2 separate regions of the Gossypium hirsutum genome follow, and region 1 is linked to region 2. A link is a contact called in public Hi-C data. All regions are on one chromosome and are shown on one strand. Each heading gives the region's core, a stretch centred on a gene start, on an enhancer-like site or on the middle of the called end of the contact. The rest is flanking DNA. Distances are from core to core; before and after follow the strand shown.

What was found. A called contact is a pair of places that touch in the nucleus more often than the background predicts.
Region 1: a contact with region 2 is called in a Hi-C map of leaf, with 2.6 times the contacts expected there. The contact joins the enhancer-like site here to the promoter of LOC107922232 in region 2. A contact is called at or near these places in 4 of 34 Hi-C or Micro-C datasets (callus and leaf).

Annotation. Positions count from the first base shown.
Region 1 is chrD01:34,034,089-34,037,192 of Gossypium_hirsutum_v2.1, forward strand. It overlaps LOC107922560 (sulfite exporter TauE/SafE family protein 4), which reads right to left. Exons shown (of 11, transcript XM_016852650.2): 10 at 2,949-3,042; 11 at 2,239-2,577. The coding sequence ends at 2,495. Among protein-coding and RNA genes, the nearest start is that of LOC107922560, 4.1 kb to the right of the region's middle. Within about 2 kb of position 1,328, at least 2 of the 9 cell types and tissues checked have an H3K27ac peak or open chromatin away from gene starts, as enhancers often do. A contact at or near this core is called in leaf, where this site is marked.
Region 2 is chrD01:33,808,663-33,811,739 of Gossypium_hirsutum_v2.1, forward strand. LOC107922232 (serine/threonine-protein kinase CTR1) reads right to left here and starts at 1,524. Exons shown (of 16, transcript XM_016852149.2): 1 at 708-1,524. The coding sequence starts at 1,331. LOC107921237 (a long non-coding RNA gene) reads right to left here and starts at 3,050. Exons shown (of 2, transcript XR_001690990.2): 1 at 2,597-3,050; 2 at 2,026-2,263.

The DNA.
Region 1 (3,104 bases), core at 78-2,577, 230 kb after region 2:
ATCACATGTTTGCGGACTCTTACAAACGAACATAGTGTGCATTCATATTTAAAAGATAGTTCCGATGAAATGCCCTCACAACGATAGTCTTGGCAAACTTTTCCCATGTTAGATAGTCTTTATGGACTTCCACAAGAGATAGTCTTGATGGGTTTTCCACATTAAGATAGCCTTGGTGAACTTTCCACATTAAGATCATCTTGATAGGCTTCCACATTTAAGATCGTCCTGACGGACTACCACATTTAAGATCGTCCTAATGGATTTTCACATTTAAGATTGTCCTAATAGACTTCCAGATTTACGATTGTCCTAACGGGCTTCCATATTTATAGTAATGCCATGGCCATGGACTTCCATTCATCCCATAAAGGGCTTTCATACGTCCAACACAAGGGGCTCTCAATCGTCCCATGAAGGGTTCTCATACACGGGTACGCATTGAGTCTTCGTATCATTTAATCTCCTTTCCTGGCTCAATCCAACTGAACCTCCCTCAAAGCCACATACATATCATGCATAGATATGCAAACATTCAACCAACATATATTGTCTATCATGTGACAAATAGTACGCTAATCATACCATTTACGCATCATAACCATATTTACTCATAGCCTTGTAATTTAATCTTATTAAACAACATACATTAGGCCAAACTTCTCTATCTATTCAATCATGATCAGACTCAACCAAACTATAATTGCATTCAATACCACATGCACACACAATACATCAACAATTCGCCACAAGTTGATTCCCCATAAGTAAAACACTAATTTAAACATTTTTAGTATATTAATGAAACAGGATACACCCATTTAAGATCTAAGCCCGAGAACTCACTTGGAAGTTGTCGCCAAATCCATCTTACTACGCTCCTCCCTTACTATACGAGCCTCCAGCGTGCAAGATTTCCAATTTCTAATACTTAAACCTCAATCTTTCCCCTTCATGCACAAATGTTCCTTTATATTTCTCTCTTTCATGGAAAACCAGAGAAAAGAAGTACAAAAAAATAAAAGAATTATTCTTGGAGAATAATGAGTCTGCTAAAAGCGTTTATTTACAAAAAGAACTCGCTAGATTTAAAAACTTTTCAATTAAATCCATGAATCCCCCTTACAACCCTAGACTTAACGAATCTGGGTGTGACATTTACACACACATTGCTTTAAAAAATGGATTCCATGAATGGCTACTTTTATCCTTTACATCTTGTAAAGTCCTTTGTATGCTTTTAATTAATGAGCCATGGGTGGAGGATCTCGTGGGGCCTAAAGAGATTAACACTCATAAATAGATAGTAGACTATCAGACATATCTTGGAGTAGTATAGCACAAACATCATCTGGCGGTTGCTCACAAATCGTCAGGCAAGGTCAGTATCTCTAGCCTTCTTTGCCATGAAATCAGTCGCTGAATTAGTCTTTAAGTTATTGATTATGACAAAATGTTTGTGATGGTAGCAGTTTAATTAGTCTTCTAACATAGGTCTTTAGGCTATAAATTGCCCGTGAACCATTAAAGGTAATAGAGGTTGGACAAGTGCGTATGAAGATGGTCAACGAGAGACGCATGTTTTTTTCTCTTCGTCCTGCTTCTTGGTTACCACTCATAAACTATCTTGATTAATTTAATTTTATCATATGGGCCACGTTAGTTTCAAACAGTTCTTACGAGGTGAGCTCTGTTGTAGAACCCTTAGTTGACATAGCTTCAAGTCAGTGAAGAAGAATAATTTGTTGGTCTTCTAAAATGAGTCCCATAATCATTATTAAGGAAGAGCCGAAGTGTTCAATCAAGAGCTTTTGAGGTACAAAAACATTGAGGAACTTGTGGCAATGCTTTATGTGTAGTTGGCTTGTGCAGTTCCTCAACCAAAAAACAAAGTGATTCAAGTATATATGGGCGGATTAGTCTCAATTTGTTAAAAAGGTAACAAAAGTTAATGAGTGACTAAAATCCAACAATCTATAATGTTGATGATTATTACATAATTTTTAAAAGTTGAATAATCGAAACATAATATTAACCATAATTTAGTGAACATTTCTATAATTTATTCTTAGCTTAAAGATTTTATAGCTCAACATAGTAGTTTAATTTTGTAAGAGTTAATATAATATACAACATTACCTAGAAATCAATGAAATAGGAGTTAAAAGTATTAAATAAAGTTAGAAATAAAGCGGATTCAAGTATCCCTAACCAAACTACAATATTGAATGGAGTCCATTGAATTCAAGCTACAAGTCTATATATTGTAATTATGAGGTTTTGAATATGTTTATTTGATTTCCAAAACCAGGAAACTTGAATAATAAATATGCAATTAAACAGAAGATAAATGAAGAATGGGGTGTTAGCCAGAAGCTAACAGTCACATTCCACAACCACACATTTGATGGAATTCTTTATTCTTACGAGACATTGAATATGTTGGGATTGGTCAACAAGGTGATGACCAACAACATCCTTACTTAGTCAACGATCATTGACTGCTGCAAAAATCTAAAAACCCCATGAACTCATGGTTGTGAATCATTCGAATGCTTCTCTCAATGCCTATGACTCCTGTTTAATACACATGAATAAAAACAATTATCAATTTCCAACAACTAAAAGGAAAAAAAAGTATAATTATTAACTTAGTCCTTCTGTAATGCTAAAATTTAAGAATGCAGAATCGAGCTTTAATGAATTTATACCCATGGTGAGAGCACTTGCAAAGATGACACCAGATAGGATGAACACTATAAGTGAAGCTCTCCTAAGGATTGTTATTAGTTTTCTCACGAAATACTGTCCCCAGAAACCAGCCAAAATAGATACTCCCATCAAGTACAAAGCTGAAAAATAGTTTATTTTAAAAAAAGTTGGATTTTTTTATCACGTTTATAATAAAATTCGAAGAAATGTAAAGCGATAATAACCATATGACTTACCATAGGGCATTGGGAACCTCTTAAGCAAATAGAATTCAACAACGGATAAGGATGAAGAGAACATCATTACGAATGTTGCTGTTGCACTAGCCACCTGTTTAGATTACAAAGTACAACAGGCTTTAGTTTCAGAAAAACCATCTTCATTCAAACTGG
Region 2 (3,077 bases), core at 274-2,773:
CTCATTTTTTGATAGGCGAGTAATCGATGGAATTACAAATGGAGTAAGCATTACAAATGTTTTTGTGGGAGAAAGTATAAAATATCTAGGGGCAAGTCGCATCTCGTTTTATCTATTATTGTATTTATCTTATGTATTAATTTTTTTAGTAATTTACTACTTTAAGTAACTGCATTGATCTGGTAGCTACGCCACCTACAGAATTTAAAGGCCCTAGAGGAGCATTTGTCATACAACTTCCTACCAAGATAACTAGAAGTTTGAACTAATAAAAACCCTATTGAACCAAAAAAGGATAAAGGCCCAGTAGAAATTGCTTGCTTTTTGAGATCCCACTATAAATTTTATCCATATAGATTCTGATTGCCAACTCATGCATACTAGATCCAAATGTAAAAATAATATTGCCATAAATCGACAAGATTTTTCTAAACCCGAACCAATAAAAAACTACTCTTGACCAACCAACTTGTCACATCCTATCCTTTGAATCATTCAGAGTTCACAACAAAATGTAAGAGTTCACTCACACAATCCAGTTCATCTCGTAACAGATATTTGGAATCATCTAAAAAGTAAATCCATTCACTATCACGACCGTTATATTTGCCTATGCATATTCCTTCAATCTCCTAGCCTTACTGTTCATTTAAGTTAATTTAAACAAGCTAATAGTGAAATGAACAAAGAAATCACTAGAAATATACCCAGAACCGGTGGGAAACTATCTCAGCTGAGGCGGAGCTAGAGCTAGTTCCCCGAATAGCAGAATCATCCGAATCCGGACCCAGAAAATTCGGGTCATCAGCACAGGTAGCTTCCGAAGAAAGCCTCAAAGCCAACGCCAACTGCAATTGATAACTCTCCTCCGTTTGCTGCGCCCAGCTTTTTCCAGAGGACGAACCCCCAATTTTCGTTCTTAAATCCACATGCTCACAGCTCCCGTCGTGACCATAAACGAACCCATCAATCTCGTTGGCGGCCGTCGTAGAAAAGGTCGGCACATAATAATCTCCCGATAAAGAGCTCTCACCAAAGCTACTTCCACTCGATTGCCGTTGAAGACTGATCGACGAAGCAAAAGTATTCCCTCCCCCGCCGCCGCCACAGATTCGATTTACTTGTAGCTGGTTCTGGTTTTGGTTCTGACTGAGACTCTGATCCCAATCAGTTAAACCTCTCTCTGATTTCACTTTGTTCTTATTACTGGTGGCTTCGCTTGAAAGTGAATCGCAATAGGGAGGCGGAGCTCCTGATATGGACACGGTGTACTGGTCGTCGGGATACTGGCTAAGGAGAGAGTAATTAGATCTTCGTCCGGGCATTTCCATTGATACTCTAAAGGAATTGATCACAAAACCCTAGAAACCCTAGGAACCGCCATTGTTGAATATTTCAAGCCTTTCTAGTTTTTTTTCCTGAACTCTTTTTACTAATTTCTTGTTTTCCCTCTTTCTAGAATTCGATTATCGGAGAGAGAAAGAAAAAAAAAGGGAAAAGATACCATTTTTATTCGGTGGCCTAATCGTTTGTTTTTTATTCTCGAATAAACTATATAATTAATCACTAAAATTTAGTAAAAATTTTAAATAATATTATTAAATTGTTTTCTTGCTTTAATCGCTTGTTGTTAATTTAATTAACTGAAATTCATTTTAATCATTCTTTATTTTTTAAAAAAAATAATAATTATTTGATAATCTCAATATAAATTTTGATTATATCTATTTTGTTGACACAATACTTATAATTGTTTATATTCTCTTCTTAACTCAATAATAAATTTCAACACATTCAAATACATGTCCTCTGGATAACAATATCCAAATCAACTAGATATTTTTTTAATTTCTTTTATTATTTTAAAAAAATTACTAAAAATTGCGTTACTTAACTATAAATAAGAAATGCAAGTTTTATTTTAAAACTCAAGTTTTTTTCTACAAAAACTCAAATAGTTTCCTATAAAAACCTACGTAATTCTTTGACAAAACTTAATCTTAATTTAGTTTTTGAAAATACAAATAAAAAATAAAAATTCATTTTTAATTGTAATACAAAATTATTGCCCGGGGCCCAAAATCATTTACACAGCCCAAATTAAATACAATCAAACCCAATAAAACTTGGGCCAATCCCAACCCAATTACAAGGCCCAATTGGCCTGAAGTCACAGAAACCCTAAGCAGCAGATCGCCGCAGCTGCTCCCGCACGTCGCCCTTGCACGTCACACACGTTGTCCCGCGCTCCAGCACGTTCTTCCTGCAGCAGACAACAAACCTCGGCCACGAACAATAGTAGAAAAATACAATGAAAATGTAAAAAGGGAGGACAGTTTTTAGAGAATGGCTTTTTTCTATTTTTTCGGCTATATAAAGCCAATTGTTTTTTTGTAAAAAGGTGACATTTTTTTATATCTAGAAAACGATTGAAAAGAAATAAAAAGCAAAGGATCGAAGGGGGATTTTTGGGGAAGGTGATTAACTTTTCTTTGTTTTGTTTTTTCGTTGCATCTTACCACTTTTCTTGTTTTTTGTCTTCTCTTCTTTCTTTCTTCCACACTAAACAAATAGAAAAGAACAGGAAGAACCATACCTGGAGGGCGTGCTTGCGAAGTTCTTCCTGGTTCTGTGCAGAGAGCAGAATGAAGGAGTAGAAGGGGTTTTGGGAGAAGCGGCGCACGCAAGAAGAGAATAGCTTAGGGTTTTTTTTTAAGTTTTAGATGGCTTTTATGCAGCATATAAAACAGCGTCGTATAAGTAACCCGAAAACCGTGTGACCCGACCCAAAACCCGATCAGATCCGCGTGTTTTAGGCACTAATGGGTTATTTATGCTTTTAATCCTCTCACGTTTTCATCATTTCAAAACCACTGATTTTTCTGTTTTCAAATTTTTCCCTGGAACATTGAATTTGTTTTATTTTGGTCCAATGCTGCGTAGCGTTTTGGGGTGTATGGATTAATTTCCCTTTTGGTCCCCATCTGTTGTGTGTGTGTTCAATTGGGGTCACGCATTTATGTTTATTTCGAATTCGCCTTTAAATTTCTGTTTTGATTACAAATTAGTCCTTCTGT